Linked DNA regions of Mus musculus: region 1 is linked to region 2. Evidence: chromatin contacts called from public HiChIP or PLAC-seq data. All regions are on one chromosome and are shown on one strand. The core of a region is the stretch at or near the end of the contact, and the rest is flanking DNA. Distances in the headings are between cores, read along the strand shown. Region 1 has its middle 26 kb from the start of Gm34548. Region 2 has its middle 68 kb from the start of Magi3.

Region 1 (5,617 bases), core at 2,297-4,796, 420 kb after region 2:
AGGAATACAGAACAATGGGATAACTATCATCTGGGTCCTCAGCCAGCTCATGACAGGCTGAGGCAAGAACACAGCAGAGAGCAGGATGTAGTGGCTCTACAAACAAACAAACAAACAAACAAAAACACAAACCAAAAAAATTCCAACCAAATCCTAAAACCAAAATGAACAACAAACAAACAAACAAAAAATAGCTATGATTAGCCTTCACTCTTTCGTGCGCATGCTTTTGACTCTGCTAGGTGGGGAGGACCTAGCAGTGAACAAAATGAAGACCAAGCACCTGCAGGGTCTGTGCTCTCAGACTGAACTGTAGTCAAGAGCTGGGATGAGGCCAAGGCCAGGCATCACATGGTCTCTACACCAGTCTGGGGAGGGCGATGGAAGGTCTGCAGAGCATTCTCGAGCAGATGGACTGGTTGGCATTGATAAAACAAGCACACTATCATTGTGAGAATGAATTGTGGAAACCCACTGCTGTTGTTTTCCAGAGGTTCTCTTTTTCTTTTTTAAGATTTATTTATTTATTTTATGCATGTGAGTGCACTGTCACTGTCTTCAGACACACCAGAAGGGGGCATCAGATCCCATTACAGGTGGTTGTGAGCCACCATGTGGTTGCTGGTAATTGAAGCCAGAAGGTGGAAAGAAACACTATACATCCAAAGATATAAGGAACTCAGAGAGGTAACTCTCCCCTGCTGGGACATACTCCTTTTGTTCTATGACAGGGTCTCTCTCTATGTACTGCTGGCTGTCCTGGAACTCTATGTAGACCAGGCTGGCCTTGAGCTCACCGAGATCTGCCTGCCTCTGCCTCCCAAGTGCTGGGATTAAAGGTCTGTGCCACCATGCCCAGCGAGATATACCCTTTCTTGCCACACCACCTCCAGTAGGATCTGTGTGACAAGTTCTACAGACTGAGGCGATCGACCTCAAAAGGGGGAGGCCTCCTGGAACCGCTTGTGGAACTCTTCGCCGGAGAAAAATTATTGAGCCGTAGTCCTCATGGCAATCTATCTGTTTTGTTTTCTCTTATTCTTTTTCTTATTTACATGTTCCTGGGAACCTAGGCCAACATCTTAAGTGAGAATAATGGGTAAGAAGCCATCCCCTGAGATGGGGCCACTCACATGACCTTATCCCCAGGGAAACCAATGGTTTACTTTCTAAATCATTTACAAAATTATTATGATAGATAAAAACTTTTCCAACAATAAAATTTCATATGGCTACACATGTGTCATCAGAGGTGGGTTTTGGTATATGGTAAAGAAAGTCTTAGTTAGAAAGAATTAAAATAGTTTAAATTTATTATTGAAGATTTATAAAAAATCAGACATTAAATGTTAAACAATAATTGAGCATAAAGATTTATTAACCTGCTCTTGGAAATATGCCTCTAGTCTTGGATGACTGCCCCACTGAATACATCCTTTTAGAATTGTTACATTTTGATGCTTTACATTAATAATGATGTTACCTGTTCTGCTTATGATTCACTGAATACATAGTATCAGAGTTGTAATGCTTGGATGATTTTTATGCTTTACTATGTCGAATGATTTTTGTTGATATTTGTGATTGTTTCACTGGATACAGTTTCTAAGAGTTGTAATGTTTGTTTGTTTGTTTGTTTTAATGTGTAAAATCCCCTGCTTGAGAGCTGCAAAATACACTCAGATTCAAACTGGCTCTGTGTTTGTTTCTGTTTGTCACCACCGAATCCTTACCCACCTAGCTTCAAGGACTCTCATTCCAGGGACCCCCATATCCAACTGGGGTTGTCGGTGGCACTTTCTTTGTTTGTTTGAGACAGGGTTTCTCTGTTGTATCTCTAGCTGTCCTAGAACTTACTCTGTAGCACAGGCTGGCTTGAAACTCAGAGATTCACCTGCCTCTGCCTTCCAAGTGCTGGGACTAAAGACGTGCCACCTCCTGGTGAGATAGTTTCATTTATTTATTTATTTATTTATTTATTTATTTATTTATTTTTGAGATAAGGTTTCTCTGTGTAAATAGCTATGACCATCCGGGAACTTTTTTCTCTTCTTTTTCTCTTCTTTTCCTTTCCTTTCTTTTCTTTTTTTGGTTTTTCGAGACAGGGTTTCTCTGTATAGCCCTGGCTGCCCTGGAACACACTTTGTAGACCAGGCTGGCCTCGAACTCAGAAATCTGCCTGCCTCTGCCTCCCAAGTGCTGGGATCAAAGGCATACACCACCATGCCTGGCTTTGTTTTCTTTTCTTTCCTTCTCTCCTTCCTTTCTTTCCATCAGAAATCCACCTTGGTGCCTTATCTTGGTAAGTGCACTGTTAACAGTGACGTTGAGTCCTGATAACCTGATAACCAAACAGGTGGTCCTAGGACACATCTAAAGAAATTGTGGAAAGAAAGAAAGAAACAGGGCCTAGAGAGATGGCTCAGCGGTTAAAAGCACTGGTTGCTCTTCCAGCGGTCCTGAGTTCAATTCCCAGCAACCACATGGTGGCTCACAACCATCTGTAATGGTATCTGATGCCATTTTCTGGTGTGTTTGAAGATAGCAACATTGTACTCACATACATAAAATAAATAAATAATTAGAGACTGGAAGGAAGGAAGGAAGGAAGGAAGGAAGGAAGGAAGGAAGGAAGGAAGGAGAGAAGGAAAGAAAAGAAAGAAAAAAAGAAACATGGAACTCACCTGCCTGAGATAATCAGTGAAAGGAGAAGTAGTCACCAAGGAAACAGGAAAATGCTTTCCTCCAGGGAATGTGATAGCCTCAGAATGTCTGAACATTCCATTTCTGGGGAGCAGCCAAGGGTGAGGTATGTAGTGGTGCTCAAATATTTGTTGAATGTGTAAGACAGTGAGTGAATAACTGGAGATCCCACCTGGCTTCCTTATCTCAATGCCTTTGGAGTTCTCAGACCAAGGTCCGTGTCATTTGAGCCACCTGGGCATCAACCAGCAACTTTGATTTACTGTCCTGACCATACAACAGGCCTTGTCTTCTCCATAGACAGGCAGGAACGTTCCAGCCCAGGCAGTTGATGGAACAGTATCCATTAGGTGTCCTGGTGCACACTCGGGTGAGGAGGAGACATGCTAGTTTAGAATCTGAGTGCCATTCAACCCTGAGATATTGATGAAACCAAGGTGGTCACCTAAGCTAGCCTCCTAAGCCATGAGCCTGGTGACACGTCCCCTTAGCTCTGATCTCCTCAGTTTTGAAACGACCTCTGAAGCATTTCTGTAACACCACCCATCTGGGCTGGCAGCCCCTAGTACCACCATGTTGGTGCTTAGTGAGCCTGGCTCTCCCAGGCAGCCTTGTACTCCCTCGGCTCCATATGAATCATGCCAGCCTCGGGACTGTCGCCAGGAAGCTGTGCTGGGGTAGTGCTCAGGTGGCAGGACCAAGCACCATGTGTGGCAAGACCTGCTGGTATGGGGTCATGGGGTCAGCCCAAAACTCTGCCTTGGAGCCCTCGTGTCACCCTCCCTCATCTGGCACCCAGCATCAATATCTCTTGTGAGGAAGGGTGAGGATTGAGGTCAGGAAAACCTGAGGTCAAGCCTGTCACTCACTGGCCTCATGGCTCTGGGCCTGTAAAACTAATGCTCCTTGCACATGTGAGTCAGTAGGGTTCAGCTCCCTGCAGCCACTGCAGGAGTTCTGAAGAGAAAGTGGTTTGAGATAGGGGTGGGGCTGGAGGCAGAGGTAGAGGCAGGGCTGAGCCCCAGAGGGTCCTCTTCTCTGTCTGAACATGGGAGGGAAGCTGCTGAGTATCCAAAGCTACCAGGAGCCCTGCTGAGGTCCAGGCTCCACCCATCTGGCTGTGTGCCAGAAGACACAGTGTCATCACAGCTGCCAACTGTCCTCTGGCTCTGAGGTGGTAACTGGGTACCAGACCCTGCTGCAGGAAAGAGCTCACATCTGCATGGCCCTGCTGGCCAGAGCACAACCACAGTAACAGGACACCATGGTCTCATCCCATTTCCCCCTTCCAGATCCCATGTGAGGGTCTCAATATTGATCCTGTCTGCAGGGGCCTGCATGAGGCAATGGCAGAGGAAGTGCAGTCTTTAAAAAGCCTTTGCTAGGGAGAGACAGGAAAGAGGTGGGGGTGGGCTGGGTCTGCTCCTGGGCCTGGTGTGGACAGTGTTATGCCTGGAGGGCACCCGGAACAGTTCCTGGCATTCAACCACAAGAGCTGAGTAAATGTGGACTCCTGTCCCTATTCCTGCTGTTAGTAATCCATGCCTGCAGTGTGCAAGTGCTGTGCTGAGCCCAGGAGGTTCAATAGCAAGTAAGAGGAAGCCACACCTTATAGCAGCAGCATGTAGACTAAGGGGGGGGGGGGGGCAGACAGAGCCCAAAGCAGATTGGTTAGTGTAAAAAGCTTGCAATTCCGAATGTTAAAGGTGACTCCCTGGCCTGTCTTAAATGGGCAGAAGGGACCTCTAATATGGCCAGTGTAAAAATACTCATTTCCACCTTCAGGGGCAAGCACTCTTAACTGCTGAGCCATCTCTCCAGCCCTTTGGGATTTTTTTGCTTTTGTTTTTGCTTTTGTTTTTTGAGACAAGTCTTCTCTGTGTCACCTTCGCTGTCCTGGAACTTGCTTTGTAGCCCAGACTGACCTCAAACTCAGAGATCTGGCTGAGGCTGGCCATTTCTTTGTCCCCACACTCTCAGTTACCTGAGCAGGAAGGGTAACAGTCATGAAGGAGCCCCCAATACATGACTGAAAGAGACTTTCTAAGCACCTAGCACCCCAAGCCACTTTCAGCACAAATCCTTGACATAACCAACCTAATATCAATACCCTCAGGGCACAAAGCCCGGATTACAGCTGCACGCATTCCTCAGGGCCTAAAAGTCAGGTGTTTCCAGGGGCCAGAGGGACCCCACAGTAACTTTCCTTTGAGAAACCTAAAGTGCTGGGTGTAAGTGGCTCATGCCCTAGGTCCCAGCCTCGGAGGCGGAGGCGGAGGCGGAGGCGGAGGCTGGTAAATCTTTGTGAGTTTGGGGCCAGCTTGGTCTACATGGTGAGTTCCTGGCCAATAAGAACTACATAATGACCTGATGTCAAAAGAAAAGGAAAGAAACCTGGAGAGAGGGACCAGTCCGGTTTATAGGCACGTGGGACAGTCCCTTCCCATCCCAGGCTCCATCCCAGGCTGCATCAGCCCAGCTGTGGCCGAGTTGGGCGCCCATGTGGGCCAGATCCACCCTGCAGCCTTGTTACCAGGACCTCAGTTCCCCTTCTTTTCTTGCATTGTCCCTTCACTCCAGAGCTGTCCCCAGCAGAGTCAGGGCTCCTTTATTCCCAGCTGGCTTTCCTCAAGCTAGACTCTCTTCCTCCTACAACCTTGAGACATTTTCTCACCAAAATTTTAAAATCCAGCATTTTATGCATATCCAAGATTAGGTATTATTTGGCCTCATAGGATCTCCCTAAAAAATACTGGAACATGAGGAAAAGGCAGGACCGGGTGTGTGCTTCTAGACTGCTGGGTTTACAGGCATGAGCAACTACCCCTGGTTTTAAGTAATGATAGGGAAATGAACCTAGGGTCTAGGGCATGATAGGTACTGTAAGACCCCCAAAGCTGGGCCTCCGCTCAAG
Region 2 (5,679 bases), core at 2,246-4,745:
GGAGGGGAGGCCCTGTGAAGGCTTGATGCCCCAGCATAGGGGGATGCTAGAGTGGTGAGGCCGGAGTGGGTGAGTGGGTGGAGGCAAAGGGGAGGGAGGAGATGGGGGATGGGATGGAGGGTTTGTGTCAGGGTAACCAGGAAAGGGGATATCATTTGACATGTAAACAAATAAAATGGTTAATTGAAAAAAGAAAAAGAAGAAAAAGAAATCCCTTCTTTCCCAAGTTGTTTTTGGTAGTGGTGTTTTACCATAGCAACAGAGAAGCTAATTAAGACACTACCCTCGTTGCTGTATGGGGCAGTTGCTGCTTCTTAGCCATAGTGGCTTGTGCTGTAATGTTTAGTCAGAGCATCCAGTTGATGGTCCTCAGAGCACATGCCAGCATGCTTGCTTGCACAGGTGTTTGGGAAGGGGAGCACAGGAGTTGTTCAGATGCTATGCTGAATACAGGGGTCCCTCTCCCCAGGTGGGGACTCCTCAGTCACAAAGAGGGATTCAGATGCTTAACAGCTTAAATGAATAGCTAATGCCCGTATATGTGGTATTTTATCTATATGCACAGGGACCTGAGCAAACCCCCGAGAATATAGGTCCCTAAAGGGAAACAGAGTGGTTAGGGGCAGGTGTAATCTGATGGTCAGGCAGAGTAAAGTAAAAACTTAGGGCCTAAGGGACTAATGCAAAATGGCATGGGTGTGAATATGACATGTCCTTGCATATTGGAAGATTTGGGAGGAATGCAGAGCTTGCCTGTATGCACAGAAGGGTTGTTACATGGAAGACTGAGTGCAGTTTCAAAAGCTGCAAAGGACAGTCACATTCATCATGTATCCAACAAACACAGAGTGCCTGATATACACAAGCCACTGCTCTAGGCATAGGGGATTACAATAGTGAACAAGGCACATAAATTCCTTTTGCTGTAAAACTGGCACGTTTGGGAGCAAATGGTAAAAAGAATTACACACATACATTTGGAACGATAGTACTGGATGATATGGAATAAAGTAAATCAGATGTGTGTGTGTGTGTGTGTGTGTGTGTGTGTGTGTGTGTGTGCATGGAGTGTGGGAGTGTGACAGATAAGCAGAAACCTGTATGAGGAGAAGGAGCAGATGCCTGGGGGGCAGAACTAAAATCCAGTGCAAGGGCCCTAACGTGGGCCTTTGTTTGTTTGGAAAGCACTGAGAAGTCTTCATGGCTAAAGAGTAGCAGGAATTGAGGTCAGAGAAACTAAACAGGGTTTGGTGGCACAGAGGCCAAGGTAAGCCACTTGGTTTATTCTGAACGTTAGGCAAAGATACGATTGGAGAATGATACGATTGGGTTTATACTTTATAAGAAAGACTCAAGAGGTGAGGGTGGGCTGCCACATGGAACCATTTGGTAGAAAGGGCAAGGCAGAACCAGAGAGATGCTTCGGCCATGGTCCACGCTGAAAATGGTGGTGGTAGCAAGATAAGAATTTCAAGAAATCACTGTGTAGACATACAAGAAAAGCTGTCCAGATACAGGACGACCTGACTCCTTCTGAAGGGAAAGAGTTTGGTCCAAACTCTAGAACAGTGGTTCTCAAATTGTGGTTCGTGACCCCTCAAATGGGATTGAAGGACCCTTTCACAAGGGTCACCGAAGATCATGGGGAAACACAGTTTATAACAGTAGCAAACTTACAGTTATAAAGTAGCAATGAAGATAATTTTATGATTGGAGTCACCACAACATGAAGAACTGTATTAAAGAGCCTCAGCATGAGAAAGGTTGAGAATCGCTGCTCTAGAACATGGGCCAAACTGGCCATACCTGGCATGCTAGGTTTAATCAGTAAAGTTTTACTGAAACACAACCACACTTTCTTGTGGCTTCTTTGGCACTACCACTTTGAGAGAGTTGAATCATTAAAACAAAGACCATACATACAGCCTGCAAACAATAAAATATTTACTTTTGGGCTCACTACAAAACAGCTTTGTTAAATGCTGACCTAGAATTCTCAGGTTCTTGCCCTGTCCCATCTGGGTTTCTCCTGAAGAGGCAGCAGAAACTGTAGAAATTCTACATCTGTATATTCCACTACATTTCTCCTAGTGAACAAGAGGAATGTTTGTACAAGATACAAACCACTCTTAATTATCTAACAAAAAGCAGGCTGGGTTTCCTCTCTACCAGGCAAACCACTGGAATTTGCAATGCAAATAAATCTTGGGGTTTTCTTACATAAAGGCTGAAGCAAACTTGGGCTGACAAAAGCAGAAAGTTTTCAGAGAAGTCATGGTGCTTTTTGGGCAGTGGGTTCAAGACTCCCTAAGAAAAGCAGGAGAACCCCTGGGAGCTCCCAGACACTGAGCTACCAATCAAAGAGCATACACAGGCTGGTCCAAGCCCCACCCCCAACACTTATATAGAGGAGGGCTGTCTTGTCTGGCCTCAGTGGGAGAGGATGCACCTAATCCTGCAGAGACTTGATGCACCAGGGTGGGGGGATAAGGTGGTGATTGGGGAGCTGTTCCTCTCAGATGTGAAGAGGAGGGACATGGAGAAGGAACTCTGTGAGGGGGGACTGGGAGGGGCAACATTTGGGATGTAAATAGAGAGGGAGGGAGGTTGGGAGGGAGGGAGGGAGGCAGGTAGCCAGGTAGGTAGGTAGGCAGGCAGGCAGGTAGGCAGGCAGGAAGACAGACAGACAGACAAAAGAAATGAAAGAGAACAGGAAAATGGACAATGAGCAGCAGTATAAGTCATGGCGCTTTCTGTACTTTGGTCTTTCCCTGCTGCCTCTACCAACAGAAGCATCAGTTGAACTATTATTTTGAAAACCTTTTGGATCATCAGAGGAATCCGTTTCCTTTCGTTTTGTTTGCTCTTTTGAGACAGAGCCTTACAGTGCAACCCAGACTGGCCTGGAGCACAGTCTTCTGGCCTCAGCCATGCATCACCATGAACCAGCTGCTAGATTTTTTTTTCAGTATTATAATTTTTTAAAGTATTGGCATCTGTGTGACCATCTTATTTATATTTAAAAAAGAAAGTTCAGAGACAATGGTTCAGATTATTCCAAGGGAAAAAAGAATGCCCAAATCTATTCCTCATTTGGATCCTTTCTCCTACAACGACCAGTGTGGCTGCCTGCTACAGTCTCACTCCTCTCTATTTGTGCTCTTTTTACAAATACATTAATGATTATACAGAAATCCTAAAGCAGTCCAGTGTTTGCTTTAGGAGCTGCCTGAACCCAGCCTTCGTGCAGCACTGGTAGCTAAAAAGAGTTCTTATTGTCCTCTGGATTTTTAGTGATACAATGTAGTATCCCCATCAATTTTAAATAGTCTTGTAGAATATTAATAAGACTGTTGCATAAACTCATACTTCTGGAGCTTAGCTTTTAGAATTCTTCCTAGAGCACCCTTCTTCAAATATGTCTAGGGCTGGAAGCTGTTTGGTATGTGATTGTTCATTCGTGCATACACACCCCTGTTTACTCAGTGCTTCTGAATCACTTAAGACCGATTAATCTATGTAACCATTCTGGGCCGCACAGCAAGCCTTAATACAAACACCACTGTGTGCTTTTTAACCTAGGAGAGACAGGGTGCTGGGGTAGGAGTTACAAAACTTTACCAAGCAACTCCAGATACTTGGATTTTCCCATCTATAAAATACAAGTCTCTCTCTCTCTCTCTCTCCCTCTCCCTCTCCCTCTCCCTCCCCCCCCCCCTCTCTCTCTCTCTCTCTCTCTCTCTCTCTCTCTCGGGGTGTGTGTGTGTGTGTGTGTGTGTGTGTGTGTGTGTGTGTGTGCATGCTTACTAGACCAAATTATCGTAAGATCATGATTAGGATGGGTATATTACAAATGGATCGCACATAGAAGGTGATTAGCACTATAAATCAACTTGTCTTGCCTTCTAGTGGATTGCAAAGTTCTTTGGAACAAATTCTATATTCAAAGAAAATGTAGCCATTGCTCAATAAGGGTCTTGATAAGAAAATCTTGGGAATCAAGTTATAAATACCAAGATTCTAATACTAACTTAGCGTATCTTTGATGGTTTTGTCAACTTGACACAACCTAGAATCATCCAGGAAGAGTCTCAGTAAGGGATTGACTGTATTGTGTGTGATGACCTGTGGGCATGCTTGTGGAGGCTTGTCTTAATGGATGTGGGGAGACTCAACCCACTGTGAGCACAGGCTCCTGAGCTGTGTAAGAGAAGAGAAATTGGACTGAGCACAAGCAAGCAGGTGAGCACAAATACGTTCAGTGTTCATTTTTCTCTGATGGTGCATGCTTTGTGACTAGCCAGCAGCCTCAAGTTCCTGCCTTGACTTCCCCACAGTGAGACTATAACCTGGAACTGTAAACCAAATAAACCCTTCTCCTTGCAAGTCGCCTTTCGTTATGTATTATCATAGCAACAAAAATGAAACTAGACTAATAAGCCATAGCAGGTTATAGCTATTTTCTTGTAATAGTTTATATTCTCCAATTCCCTCATAAAATGCAAGGTTCTGATGGGCAAATTTTGAGATTATAAAATAATTTCAACATTTCTCCCTTCCCCTTTCCATGTACCCCTCCTCACTCCTTCAAACTCATGTCTTCCTTTCTTAATTATTATTACATATATATACATACATATATTTAGAATATATACATATATTTTGAAATGTGTGAATATATATGTATGTGTGTGTGTGTGTGTGTGTGTGTATACACACATATACATATATATGTATACATTTCTAAATCTAGCCTGCTCCATCTGTATAATGTTACTAGTATGTTAGTATGTATGTTTTCAGGGCTGGCTATTTTTTTAATATATTTTTTATTACGTATTTTCCTCAATTACATTTCCAATGCTATCCCAAAAGTCCCCCACACCCTCCCCTCCCCACTCCCCTACCCACCCATTCCCATTTTTTGGCCCTGGTGTTCCCCTGTACTGGGGCATATAAAATTTGCCTGTCCAATGGGCCTCTCTTTCCAGTGATGGCCAACTAGGCCATCTTTTGATACATATGCAGCTAGAGTCAAGAGCTCCGGGGTACTGGTTAGTTCATAATGTTGCACCTACAGGGTTGCAGATCTCTTTAGCTCCTTGGATACTTTCTCTAGCTCTTCCATTGGGGGCCCTGTGATCCATCCAATAGTTGACTGTGAGCATCCACTTATGTGTTTGCTAGGCCCCGGCCTAGTCTCACAAGAGACAGCTATATCATGGTCCTTGCATCAAACACTTGCTAGTGTATGCAATGGTGTCATCATTTAGAGGCTAATTATGGGATGGATCCCTGGACATGGCAGTCTCTAGATGGTCCATCCTTTTGTCTCAGCTCAGGGCTGACTATTTAATACTGTAGAATCAATTGCTGTGTTCTTCCCTGGGGACACACCCCACCCCCCACCCCACCCCTGCCCCCAGTTGCCTATGGTTCTTTGCATGGTGTCCAGGCCTCATGGGCTTTCCCTGTCTCCTTTAACATGTCCATAGGTGTTATCCTTGTTCAGCTTGTTTGGGCAGTCACGTTGGTGAGACTTCGTGGGTGTAACTTTTGACATAATCAATCTCACAACACATTCTGGACTTCAGGCTCTTACAGTCTTTCTGCCTGCTCTTCATCAGTGTTCCCTGGGCCTTACATTTTGTTGGAGTATCCATTAGGGATGGGGGTCCA

Evidence for each region. HiChIP or PLAC-seq counts read pairs in DNA pulled down with a chosen protein or histone mark.
Region 1: a contact with region 2 is called in an HNF4G HiChIP or PLAC-seq map of pancreatic cancer cells. The contact joins two enhancer-like sites. A contact is called at or near these places in 1 of 39 promoter capture datasets (stem cell-derived epiblast-like cells) and 1 of 115 datasets of contacts at active chromatin or transcription factors (pancreatic cancer cells).

The regions. Positions count from the first base shown.
Region 1 is chr3:104,703,790-104,709,406 of GRCm38.p6, forward strand. No RefSeq gene overlaps it. Among named protein-coding and RNA genes, the nearest start is that of Gm34548, 26 kb to the left of the region's middle. Within about 2 kb of position 3,547, at least 46 of the 459 cell types and tissues checked have an H3K27ac peak or open chromatin away from gene starts, as enhancers often do. A contact at or near this core is called in pancreatic cancer cells, where this site is marked.
Region 2 is chr3:104,285,981-104,291,659 of GRCm38.p6, forward strand. No RefSeq gene overlaps it. Among named protein-coding and RNA genes, the nearest start is that of Magi3, 68 kb to the left of the region's middle. Within about 2 kb of position 3,496, at least 33 of the 459 cell types and tissues checked have an H3K27ac peak or open chromatin away from gene starts, as enhancers often do. A contact at or near this core is called in pancreatic cancer cells, where this site is marked.